Linked DNA regions of Zea mays: region 2 is linked to region 1. The links are chromatin contacts, called in public Hi-C maps. All regions are on one chromosome and are shown on one strand. Each heading gives the region's core, a stretch centred on a gene start, on an enhancer-like site or on the middle of the called end of the contact. The rest is flanking DNA. Distances are from core to core; before and after follow the strand shown.

Region 1 (6,963 bases), core at 2,374-4,873:
ATGTATGCGACATGCTTGAGAAGTGTGCTCTGTCCATCAAAAAGTATGCTGACTCCAAGAGGGCTAAAATTATTCAAGATGAAGCCCTGCAATATGCTGAAGATGATGAAGCTGCAGATGATTTGGAGGAACTCCCAAGCCCAGATCTCCTTACTCAAGCCGACATATTGGAAAAATATTTTGGAATTAAGTATGATAGCGACCAGTCAAGGGGTTGTTGATGTTTAGTCCTAAACAACACGATATGAGTATCGTAGGTTTCACTATAGGGTTGTAGTACTGGTATGCACAAGTTTCATGTGTGTTGTTCAGACTATGTGTTTTAATGGTTCATCTGGTATTGTAAAACTGTTTCATGTGTGTTGTTCAGACTATGTGTTATAATGTATCCAATCATTTGGTATTATATTTATTTCGTCTTGCTTCCTTCAATTACAATTCTTCTATAAATTGCCATGACAACCGAAGAATGGAGAACTACAACTACGACCAACCTTCACAAGCCCCTGGAGACTATGTGCCATGCACATACACAGAAGGCATAGATTTAACAGAAATCGATGATGAAGGCAACATGAACTTTGCCTTTACTAAGAGCATGAACATGGAAGACAGCCAGCATTCAACTCCAACTACAACTGACCCTAAGCTCAAGAAAGTAACAACTCAGAGGCTTGGAAACTACACTCAGACCGAGGATGAGATACTGGTATCTGCCTACATGAACGTGTCCAAAGATCCTGCAATTGGAACGAATCAGTTAGGAAAGGCTTATTGGCGTCGCATCAGCGACTACTACAATGAACACAAGAAGACAACTAATGCTAGGACACAAACTCCTTGGAGCACAGGTGGAGCGACATTCAAAGGGACACTACGAAGTTTTGTGCTGCGTACAACAAAGTGATAAGGTTGAAGCAAAGTGGCAAAAGCGAAGACGACCAGGTATACGAATTCGTATCCTTTTCAAACATGTTAGTTACCATGTAAACAACGGTGGGTTTAATCAATCTAAACTTACAGGTAAAAGATGCACTACAGATGTTTGAAGGCATGCATAAGAAACAATTTAGGTTTATGCACTGTTGGTACATGCTTCACCGAGAGGTCAAATGGACGACCTGGCTCTCAAGTTGTGAAACTCCACATAATAATACTGGGAATGTCAACGTCAACGAAACCGGGTCCCAGGCGAAGCAGGGGGAAGACGAATTTGGTTCACCGTCTGATACCTTTGTGCGACCAATGGGTAGGGACCGTGCAAAGAAGGCTCGTAGTACCAGCACTTCGAGCAATTCAACTGCCTGCATGGAATCTATGCTCCCTAACATTCCCGAAAACCCCCTCCTTTGGGCAACGTCAAGCAAAGATGTTATGTCATGTGCGTTTGGTTTCCTAAGGAATTCTGGTCCAAATAAGTGTACTATAGACCTTGTGAACTGGGCAACAGTTTCTAGGATAGTACTCTCCCCCATCCGTAAGTACTCATCGAGGCTATCTGCTGGTCCACCATAAGCTAACATACGAATGGCAGCAGTTACCTTTTGTATGGGGTGAAATCCGGGTTGATGTGCTGCATTGTATGATTGCCTGAAGTAGGGGTTCACCACTTGTAGAGCTTCTGTTATGTGTTCGAACATGGATTTCGTCATCCGGAATCTGAAAAAGAACACTTCATTACATATCATATTGCCACGAAAATGAAACAATGGTAACCAGGATACTACCGTCGTCTGAAAATGTCGTCATTGTACACAGGGATGTCTGCAAAGTAGTCTTCCACAAGCCTAGCATAACCTGAAGACCTATCCCGATGAATAATACGTCTACCTGGAACCGATCCTCTATGCACATGTGGCTTTTCTTCCCCGTCTGCAACGGTAGATGCATGAAGCATGTGTAGCACTTGTTCATCCTCGTACATGCGTTTCAAACGTCGGTGCCACGGATTAGATGAAGAAGCCATCTTGTCAGTAGGATAGCTGCAACCTAAAAACCTCACCTCTGCAAACCGCTTGTGTTCAATTACCAAATCCGCGAAATTTCTTGTCCACGATTGTTGGAAGAGTTGACCCACAAATCGAAGCTAGTTGGGCAACCCTGCATTTGGACTTGGGATCAATTTGATTAAAGTGTAGTTGCAAATAGGGGTGAAAACGGTCGGAAACGATCGGTAAACACTAAAATCATTTTCGTTTTCATATTTTTCCTTGGAAACGAGATCGGAAACGGTAACTCCGGAAACGAAAACGACATCGGTAATTCGTAAACATCGGAAACGAAAGTTCGGTACGAAAATTACACCGGTTACGATCGGAATCTAAAATTCAATCGGTAAAAACTTTAACATGTACCCTCAATTTACTTCAAAAAATCACGCAAGTCATACATTCATATAAAATTAGTAATAATATATAAGGTAGGAGGTCACAATAAATATATAAGGTAAGAAGTATACAATAATAAAATCATTATTATGCATTTAAATAAAGTAGAATCAAGATATGTATAATGATATGACATTGACATTCTATTTGTACCTCTACTACTTGGCATAGTCAATATAATTAGTGTCCTCTTAGTCCTTCTTAAGTTCTCGTGCAAATTATGAATATATCTATCAAGAGTAATAATAGATAAGAAAACATAAATAAGATTTATAAAAGTTTCAAACGATTCTAAACTATATATCATTAGATAGATCTTGATTTTAGAAAAATAATAAAATTAGTTTCACATTTTTCTAAGCTAAGATGAATTTATTATGAATTTATAAAGGTCACCTCAGATTTAATATTTTTTTCTGAAAAATACCGAATTTATTACCGACGGTAAAATACCGGATGAAAACGGTAATTTCCGGAAACGGTCGGAAAAAGCCTAAACCGTTTCCGTTTCCGATTTTTTCTACCGATTTCGTTTCCGTATTTTCGGTAACCGTTTCCGTTTCCGTTTAGATCTAAATTTCGGTAAAATTTCGAAAACGATTCCCGGTATCCGAAAATTACTGTTTCCGTTTTCATCCCTAGTTGCAAACAGTAATTTGTGGGAGACCAAACAGCGGCCAGCGCCTGATCCGGCCAGCGCCACTTGTTCCGTACCTCGACGACGACGATAGAGAAGACAGGGAGCACGCCGGAGCTCGGCCGAACATGGACAGTACCACCGCGTCGAGGAAGCGAGCTTCACCGCCGTCGCCTTCGGACGAGATCCGTTTTCGGACCTTTAGCGGCAACAGAACGACGATGATGGAGAAGACGGGGAGCACGCCGGAGCTCGGCCGAACATGGACAGTAACAGTACCACCGCGTCGAGGAAGCGAGCTTCACCGCCGTCGCCTTCGGCCGAGATCCGTTTTCCGACCTTTGGCGGCAACGGAAACGACCGCCCTTCCCTCCTCCGAGTATGGCGCCGTATACGGTCCCTGCTGGAAACGCCTCCACGCTCTGCCTACGTAAACGCGGAGGACGCTCCCTAGGATATGGATACAGAGAGCACCATTGCTGCAGTTGGTGTTAGAAAAATTAAGTTCTCAAACTAGTCCTACATATTCCACCGTTCGATGCGACGGGTTAAAATTTAGCTCTCCCCATCCAAACACCTGTTCTGAGGTTCTGTTCCCGCCGCGGCGTCCATCACCGCCAGGCGCCAGCAGCTCCGACTGCTAACGGCCGCCGGCCGCCGGCCGCCGCAGATGCAGAATCCAAGCGGCACCATCCTTCAGTTCTACCACTCGGGACGGCTTTCCGCCGCGCTCCGGGCCTTTGAGTCGCTCCCCTTCTCCCCCGCATCCGCCCCCGACCCTCTCTCCGCCGCTGCCTATGCCGCGCTCGTCGCGGCCTGCTCCCGCCTCCGCTCCTTCCCGCAGGGGCGCCTCGTCCATCGTCACCTCCTTGCCTCCTCTGCTGGCGCCGCATACCTCGCTCGCAACACCATTCTCAGCAACCACCTCATCACCATGTACGGCCGCTGCGCCGCCCCAGATTCCGCACGCATGGTGTTCGACGGGATGCTCGACAGGAACCCCGTCTCCTGGGCCGCCGTTATCGCGGCGCATGCGCAGAACAGCCGTTGTGCCGATGCCATGGGTCTCTTCTCCTCCATGTTGCGGTTGGGGACCGCGCCGGACGAGTTTGCGCTCGGCAGCGCCGTGCGCGCCTGCGCGGAGCTTGGGGACTTGGGCCTAGGGAGGCAGGTGCATGCGCAGGCCATAAAATCGGATAACGGAGGTCATCTGATCGTGCAGAACGCACTCGTCACCATGTACTCCAAGAGCGGTTCAGTTGGGGATGGATTTGCGCTCTTTGAGAGGATTAGGGACAAAGATTTATTTTCATGGGGGTCAATTATCGCCGGGCTTGCACAGCAAGGTCGTGAAATGGACGCACTTCACATTTTCAGGGAGATGATTGCTGAGGGCATGCACCACCCCAATGAGTTCCATTTTGGGAGTGTCTTTAGGGCCTGCTCAGTTGTTATTAACAGTTTGGAGTACGGGGAGCAGATTCACGGTTTATGTGTCAAGTATAAGCTGGACCGCAATTCATACGCAGGTTGCTCGCTGGGTGACATGTATGCCCGTTGCAATAAGCTTGACTCAGCAATGAAGGTGTTTTACAGAATTGAGTCACCTGATTTGGTTTCTTGGAATTCCTTAATAAATGCTTTCTCTGCTGATGGGCTCCTTAGTGAGGCTATGGTTCTGTTCTCTGAGATGAGATATTCTAGTCTGAAGCCTGATGGTATCACGGTTATGGCTTTGTTATGTGCGTGTGTTGGCTGTGATGCTTTGCGTCAAGGTAGATCCATCCACTCGTACTTGGTCAAATTAGGTTTAGGCGGGGATGTTATGGTATGCAATTCTTTAATCAGCATGTATACAAGGTGTTTGGATTTCCCCTCTGCAATGGATGTCTTTCACGAGACAAATGATCGTGATGTTGTCACCTGGAACAGCATTCTCACTGCTTGTGTGCAGCACCGGCATATGGAAGATGTATTTAAGTTATTCAGACTCTTGCACAGTTCAATGCCAAGTCTGGATAGGATCAGTCTAAACAATGTTTTGAGTGCTTCTGCTGAGCTGGGTTACTTTGAAATGGCGAAACAGGTTCATGCATATGCCTTCAAGGTTGGACTGGTGAGTGATGCAATTCTGAGTAATGCTCTGATTGACACTTATGCTAAATGTGGAAGTTTAGATGATGCCAACAAGCTCTTTGAAATAATGGGCACCGGCCGCGATGTGTTCTCTTGGAGCAGCTTGATTGTTGGCTATGCCCAATTTGGTTATGCAAAGGAAGCACTTGATTTATTTGCCAGGATGAGAAACCTTGGAGTCAAGCCAAATCATGTAACCTTTGTCGGTGTCCTCATAGCATGCAGTCGTGTAGGACTTGTTGATGAAGGCTGCTATTACTACAGTATTATGGAACCTGAATATGGCATTGTCCCAACGAAAGAGCATTGCTCATGTGTCATTGATTTGTTGGCACGTGCTGGGAGACTAAGTGAGGCAGCAAAATTTGTTGACCAAATGCCATTTGAACCTGATATTATAATGTGGAATACTCTGCTAGCCGCTAGCAGAACACATAATGATGTTGAGATGGGGAAGAGGGCAGCAGAAGGTGTTTTAAATATTGATCCTTCTCATTCAGCAGCCTATGTCCTTTTGTGCAACATATATGCCTCATCTGGCAATTGGAATGAGTTTGCAAGATTGAAGAAGGATATGAGAAGCAGCGGAGTCCAGAAATCACCTGGGAAGAGTTGGATTAAACTCAAGGGCGAGCTGAAAGTCTTTATTGTAGAGGACAGATCGCACCCAGAGTCTGATGAAATGTACACAATGCTGGATCTGATTGGATTTGAAATGGTAAAAGCGGGTTATATTCCAGAACTTTCATGTTACTCACGTAAATATATTAGTTCTGACCACACATATTATGATTTGCTGAGTGAAGAAATGTTGGCTGAATATGGAGTCAGTTCTCAATAGTCATTGCTGACTTCCTATCTTTTACCATGTCACAAGATTTTTTGCCAATTGTCAAAGGAAATCAAGGTTCACTATCTCGATAAGGTACTTGAAGCTAACATTTATGCTGTATTTTGATGATTCAGTAACGGCAGGTTGTGGATTTCCCTTTCCTAAATGAATGGAAGAAAAGGTATGGTCTGTGACTAGAAGTTAACCTGTTTCTTTGGTTCCAGACTCTGGTTTCTAGTTGAACTATTTTACAACAACAAAACCTTTTAATCTCAAGCAAGTTGGGGTAGACTAGAGTTGAAACCCAACAGAAACCATAAGTCATGGTTCAGTCACGACTCACGAGTTGAACTATTCTACATGAGATAAATGTCTTTATGTTGCGGTTGGACTGAATACATAGTAGGAAGCTACTGAAGTTGACTCTGCTGTTTCATAGCTGATGGCAGGTTCTTCTGCTGCCCCTCAAACTCTGTAATGATTTCTGTTGTAATCTAGTTTTGAAAACAACAGCTGATGGCAGGTTACACCTGTTTGAAGTGCCACATATTCGTGTCTAGCTGGTTTCAAGCTAGTGGACAAGACACATGAAGTATCTGAACTATTACAGGTAGCAGCTTGCTAGTAGGCTGCCTGAAATATGTTCATATCAACACATTTCATGCAATCAGTTGAGATGATACATGGTGACGTTGACCAATTCTGCATAAATGAATCCACTTGGAGCAACCGAGGCATAATAGTTTATCCTCCATTTCTTTCACCTTGGAATTGGGACTGATTCCGAGCTGATGGTAGACTGCTGGTTTTATTGTGTACTTAGAGTAGCTGTTTAGAAGTGATCTATGTGTTAGAGTGGACGCAATAACCAGTTCAACCCAAAAACTTAAACTGATGGGAGAAGGTAGTCAATCCACTATTCCACTTATACACTTCAACACCCTCACTCACGTGCAGCCAGAGAGAAAGGC
Region 2 (6,963 bases), core at 2,057-4,556, 130 kb before region 1:
ATAGTATGTGAGTCCTGCTCATACTAATATTTTTATTGTTATTTTTTCATCTAACTATTATATGAACATTGTTCATACTAGTATCTAAGATCGTCATCATCTTTGTTTTAGTTTAAATTTAAACATTGTTTATTTACTCAGCATAGACCAAGCGAACAAGCACATCGGGAATGCTAGCATGATTTGCCGTAGTAAAAATATAGTGAAAAAGTTATTGGTCAAAATTTATTAAAAAACGATGTTATTAATTCAGCGGTACACAAACGTTCTCAATATCGAAATCCGACCTGCTGATGAAGTAGGTACGAGGATGAGTGAGTTCATGTTGTCTGCTTTTCTAAATTCTCTATTTTAAAATATAAGGTGTTTTATCTTTTCTAGATATATAAATTTTATTATATATTTGAATATGTATTATATTTTGTTGGGGGCCTTCGTCTGTCGAAGGTCATCAAAAACACGTTTAATTATTGATTATCAACATGTTGCCAAGTATTGCAAGAGCTTCGGCAACAGAACACCTTTGATGCAGAATGAGAAATGAGTGAAGAAGCTAGTTTCGTTATGACAACACAAGGAGACGGCGAAAGGAGAATGTGTCGTCGAGAGCAAAAGACATTGTTGCCCTTGTATTATTTATAAATCCTATGCACAATTCTTGTGGATATAAATGTAATTTCATACGAAGTTGTATGGTACCCTATAAATAGATGAACAGTGCCCTGCATAAAGAACCTTTTGGTGTGCTGGATAATTACCATGTGTAATTTTTTCCCTTGAACACATTCGTTCTTACTCTGTAAAGCTGAAGGTACGATTATAAATTTATCATATGAGAGGAAAGAAACATGGTATTGAAATATCTGAGATGGATTATTATGTTTAACTTCTTCACATTCTTTTACATACTTATTTACATAGTTAAGTCATGATTTACTCGGTTAAGTCTCAACCTTCGTCTTCGAAAGAATTATTCCGAAAGGATAACTATTTGAGGACGAATGCTGATCATCTCTTTAATACCGTGTTACCTTGTTTTTGACTGTATATAGCAATTGAAAACAAATGACCAATATATTTTAATTATAATAAAAATTATGTTTTTTTTTATAAATAAGTGTATCTATACGTGAACCGCCTCTACCCTCTCCTACATGACTGCCTCCTCGTTCCATGTCCCCAGTGTTCAATTCATTTCTTCGTCCCCAAGATTATAGAGTCTGTTTAGTGCATAATATAAGTTTTTATAGCTAAAATAAGTTGAAACTAAAAGCTAAATAATCCATTTTCGACACCTTTTTACGGCTGTCCTTCTCTTCATAGCCTATTTTTATTAAAATGCAAAAAAAAGTTAAACTAGCTTATCCATGACAAATTTTCTCTCTATCTATATAGCTTTCCAGGGAAATACTTTTCAGAGAAGCCGTATAAAACGTGTCATTCGCGCAGAAAGCTGGTGGAGTGGTGGTGGCGTGACATGTTCAGAACCATGGAAAAGAAAGACATGGGCCTTGAATCAGCTCGCTTTCTGACAAAATTGAGCCCGTTCTTCCTCCTATAAGGAACTGTGATTTAGCACACGAAACACTACTGAACCCGGCCCAACTATAAATCATGATATAGTATATTCTTCTGAGTTGTGACATGAGAGACGTCCATCTCTGTGAGACTCAGAACATTTACCTAGTGATAAAAGTGAGTATCTAAATTGTTATTATGACAAATTTAATATTTTAAAATAGATATAGATAAAATTTGATTTGATTTTTTTTCTTAGTTATCGAACGTATTATTACAAATAAGAATAAAAATTTGTATAGATTATTTTATACATTATTTGCTTCCTACAACAAAAAAAGATGCACAAATATAGAGATATAGAGTATGAATATAGAGAGCTGAGCAGCTATGGCCGAAAGTAAGGTAGGTGCATATACTTCGAGATTGCATTTTTTATTTCTTTTTTATATTTTATAATTAAAAGATATAATCACGGAACCGATTTTATATTTGTGTTTCTGATATTTGTACGAACAAAACTAGACCACACATGTTATATAATATTTGAAGATTTATTTGTGCACTCTTCTCTAAGTACACGTTGTAATACATATAACCAAATACGAGTTGTATCTGATCTGAATGTACTAATATAAACAACCAAATAAAAGGCTATGTACAGATCTAGCATGTGCACTGCTCATGTATGATCCAGGCTACCGGTGTACAGCAACTAAACAGAAGGATTGTGTAAGAAAGAAGTTTGTTTGGCTGGATGTAGAGGGGACGCAGCCTGAATAATAAGCAGATGCAAAAAAAAAAAAAAATGCACCATGCAGATCGGTTTATTCGTGGTCGTCTGCAGTAGTTATTCCCTGACATTTACTCTCTGTGCATTGACCCATCCACAACCAGCTGATGTTTTCGAAGGGTTATTGCATTCCACAATCAACCAACCAGTATTCCGGCCTTTTTGACTAATACATCCACTCAACTGCGTGACGAAAGTAACAACCACAATGTACGTAAGCACCCAGTACGCAACTGCGTGAAGACGGGGCCTTATTATTTATTATTCGAGATTAGCTAAAACACATCAGAAACTGTAAAACCACAGCACGTGAAGCCGGTTCATCAATGCAACGAGACACACGCTCGCACCCACGCACGTCTGCTATGACTAATTGAGAGTAACTGAAAAGACACACGCACACGCACGTACGCAAGACTGCGCGCCACAGCAAGGCCCAAAGGACAAGAAACAAACGCAAACGGACCAGCAGCAGGTAGGTCGGTCGTCGTGCATGCATGCGCTGGCCAGCCGGCTAGTTAATTACTAGCAGATCCGCTTGCAGTGGCACTTGCGCTCTATGCCGTGCCACCTGCACTCGCCCCACGGGAAGCCCTCCGTCCTGCAGACGTTCTCGCAGTTGCTCTTGCTCATGCAGGCGCCGACGAACCGGTGGCTCTGCGACGTGCAGTGCCTCGCCTCCGCCACCCTCGTCGTCCCCATCTCTGCATGCATGCAAAGCAACGGCCGCGCTCCGTGTCAGAAAAAAACAAGATGCCGGCCGTCGATCGAGCTAGCTAGGTCGTAGTAATTAAGGACACACGCACGCACCTGAGGCGGCGAGCAGCATCAGCAGGAAGACGAGCGCGGACGCGACCATGCGGCGGGAGGTCCACGCCATCCTTGGACGACGCTCAACTACACTCTACGTACTCTGGCGAGTATACTTGGCCACTTGGGAGCTAGAGTAGTGCCTAGCTAGACTAGAGACTAGACACACCTGGAATGACCGGCGCGACGACGGGGGGCGAGAGTGGTTGCTTTATATAGTAGTGCTTTAGGCCTAGCTAGCAAGGGCTTGTTTGTTCGAAATCCAAGTCCGGCCGGTAGTATTTGCTTAATTTTCGCCGATACAAATGGATCGAATCGAAAAGCTGAGTCAGCATGCACATTTTTTTACTGCAAGGCTGGAGATTTTGCTCGACGTGTCCCTGTCCCTGTCCTTGTCCTTGTCCCGACAGTCTCGTCTCGGGCCTCTCGGCACGAGTACAACAATTGAACTGCACAGAGTACGGTTGCACAAAAGAAAAATGGTATTATGCGGCCCATGCAGAGGTGGCGCATCGTGCACGCCTCGATGGATGTCTGTGCAGTACGTGGCATATATGCTACGGATCCAGAGCACGGGCGGCTGTACTGCTCCACCGACCTGACAATGCCACTGTTTGTGATTACTGCTGGGACGGCACAATCCACATGATCAGCGATTTGAGTCGTTGATTGCTTGTATTTGTATCCACTATCCACCTTAATAAAGCTAGGTTTAAAGATGAAAACGGACACGGAAAACCCCCTCTCCATTTCCGTATCCACATTTTATCATCGAAAACAGGATCTGATCTGGATTAGTCGGAAACGGAAACAGAAGCGGGATAAACGGAATTACGAAAACGAACGAAAACGGAAATACTAACGGAAACTCATAATTTAATACAAACAGAGATATTATTGATGTTTAACTAGTGATTGATTGGTAGGACAATAACATAAAATAAATAGATAAAGAGAGACAATATTTTATTGTTCTGTGGTTGCGCTATTGGTGTACATTTAGCTATATTCGATGTTGTTTAAGACTTTAGACCACTTGCCATTGAAAAGAACCGATGGTTACAATGACCACTTGTGCTATAATTTGTCATCTAAAAACACGAGACTTTAGTTTATATAGTAATGCATATTAGGCTCGTTCCGTATTTATCAAATACGGAATAAATACGGGTTCAATCCGGATAAATTTAAAAACAGGATCACACAAAAACGGACGGAATAAATTATCTCATGTTTTCGTCCTGTTTCCATATCTTCCGTAAATACAAAAATGTTCAGATCAAATATAGAAAACGGTACGGGTTGGGACGAGATTTTATCCTTCCGTTTTCAACCCTAGCTAGGTTCCTTTTTTTAACACAATTCAGTAGTAAATAAAAATAGACCCCAAATCCGCCTACGTGTATATATAACAACCATATAAATAAAGATCAATATACAACAAAGAGACTTAAAATAAACAAGATATGCATGTATTATGTTCATCACCAACATATAACATACTTCCATCAGGCTCACGGGCTACCAATGGGAATATACCGTGCCCCAGTGGAGCATTTGCCAAACCTCAATTTCAGAAATCAGAAGACGATGAAGGAAACGTATCAACAAGCTACCCGCGAATGATTTTTTTTGCTGTACATTATTGTGCAAAACCAATTGAAATTATAACGATATAAATTGTCGAGCAAGCAGCCGTCAGTCTACTCATACAAGTACGTATTATACTACTACCAAAAAGAAAGCAGTACAGGCGTACAGCTGAACAGACAGCAAGGATGATTCACTCCCAATTCCTATCTGTCTCGCTCCGGGCTAATCTTTGACTGCCTGCATATATGTGAAGGGCACCAAAACGTGCTCCCGCGCTGTTGTGATATGGGGGGCTGGTAATTAATCCCATCCCTGAAATTCACCGGCCGGAGCAAATTAGCATCAGTAGGAAATGCTACTCAAATGAAATAACAGGCAAGTGTTACTTGCTGCCCTAGGAAATGGATATGTATTAGCATATCTTCTCTGCAAATAACACTTCCCAGACCGCCAGTAATCGTGCTAGACAGCTAGAGGAACATGTAGAAACAATAATGTTATCTATCGGTTAACAGATGAGCTCAAAAAACATGAAAGGTTCATATGGCGACAGCATCTCTGAGAACTTTGGAGTATTCTGTAATGTAGCATGCTCGATCGATAGGTCGCTGACACACAAGCATGGGGAAATTTTGGACAAAGAAATGTTGATGGCAGCACGAATCCACGAACATTAGCCAGAGCATATGCCCATGCTGTGCTTTTTATGCCGCCAATGTTTTGCTATGATCGCCGAAGACTTCTCTGTAAGCACAATAATTTATTATCTCTATTTGGATTATGTTACATGCTTAGAGTTTAGGGTTTACAGTACGGTTTAAGCATCACCTGGACCAAACGCCTTTGTGTCGGTGAGAAACAGCAATCACACAGGTTATTCTGAATACACGCCCGAAAATGCCTACACAACGGATTTCCAAAAAATTAAGGATCTTTTTCCGTTCATCAACGACATCAATGGGCCGCATGAAGATTAATAGAAAACCATATGCACAAAGCTGACCGAAACTATCTGAACTATTTGACTGCAATTCATTATCCCACAGATTATCTGGTTATCCTGTTCTTATGAATTCTAAGGCTCCGTGAAGGCGCTTCTTAGCGGGCAGTTGGGTGATCCTCCTCAATCCTCATCGCTGCAAGCTGATACGTTAGTCAATAAAAAGGCAAGGTTAGAACCAGTCACATGTACCATTGGCACGGGGAACAAAAGGCATTTGACACCTACGAGTATTCTTACAGAGAGAGCACATGTTGATACAGAAAACAGGAAGTGTCTAAGTTCTTATTACTCGCGCGAAAAAAGTAAACTGCAAGCTGAGTGACACCATCGATTAGCAGTAGTTATCTACTTGTGTTACAAATGAAGAACATAAAATTATTTTAAGGCCTAATCATAAATTTAGTACTTCCTTGTATGCCAGAAGGGTAGGTTAGCCTTGAAGTGGAAGCATTTTTTACTTTACACTTATCATCCTCCATCACCAGCATCAGGCACCACTACCTCTCTTTTAAAACTCAACCCGTGGGAGCTAAGACAGCCCCCCGAATATTGTATTTAGAAGAAGACCTTCTCACATAGGTCGACAAAACTCCTGAATCCCTACAACACCCATACATACCGACATCGTGGCCCATGTGACCGTGATCGCCGACCGGGGCCGAGCCTTAGACCTGTGCTTTGGCGTGAGACAAAAGAGAGGACCTGAAGAGTGCTACTTAGACCAGCTAACCAACCCAGCTAGAGTCCCTTTCTTTTTTTGAAAGGGAAAGGTAAAAGATTTGTCATTCCAATATATTAGAAGAGATAAAAAAAACTTTACCAACTGACACGATCCAAACAACTTAACAAACTTGACCTAGTTAGAACACTGACGTTTAGAGATAAAGACCCAAACTCCCCTGACCATGCCCCCAACCGCTACAGACAAGCTAAACCTCCACCAACGAGCTCTTTCACCAGCTGCGCCACTTGCTCTGTCGTTCTCTGCTGGCCCTTAAAGATTCAGTTGTTTCTTTCCAACCATAAGCTCCACCAGACATAAATTAGGAGGCCATCGAAACTTTTTCTTGATTGCTTACTACAAAGCATCCTCAGTCTAAACCACCACGTGTGCAGAGATCCAGTCTTAGAAATACCGTCCAGGAATCGCAAATCAGCCCAAGTCAGGATCATGTTCCACACTTCCTTTGCGAAGGGACAATCCTTACATAGGTGTACCGCTGTCTCCGGAGATACATTACAAAAA

The links. A called contact is a pair of places that touch in the nucleus more often than the background predicts.
Region 2: a contact with region 1 is called in a Hi-C map of endosperm, with 1.9 times the contacts expected there. The contact joins the promoter of LOC100282852 here to the promoter of LOC100273844 in region 1. A contact is called at or near these places in 11 of 25 Hi-C or Micro-C datasets (bundle sheath, ear, endosperm and 4 more).

The regions. Positions count from the first base shown.
Region 1 is chr10:133,472,564-133,479,526 of Zm-B73-REFERENCE-NAM-5.0, reverse strand. LOC100273844 (Putative pentatricopeptide repeat family protein) reads left to right here and starts at 3,623. Exons shown (of 3, transcript NM_001360468.1): 1 at 3,623-6,963. The coding sequence starts at 3,695. The coding sequence ends at 6,001. It overlaps LOC103641850, which reads right to left and starts at 2,448. Exons shown (of 3, transcript XM_008665165.3): 1 at 1,728-2,448; 2 at 1,542-1,659; 3 at 402-740. The coding sequence starts at 1,966. The coding sequence ends at 651. It also overlaps a transcript of LOC100193850 not described here.
Region 2 is chr10:133,602,631-133,609,593 of Zm-B73-REFERENCE-NAM-5.0, reverse strand. It overlaps LOC100282852, which reads right to left and starts at 3,306. Exons shown (of 2, transcript NM_001155758.2): 1 at 3,122-3,306; 2 at 2,521-3,015. The coding sequence starts at 3,191. The coding sequence ends at 2,837.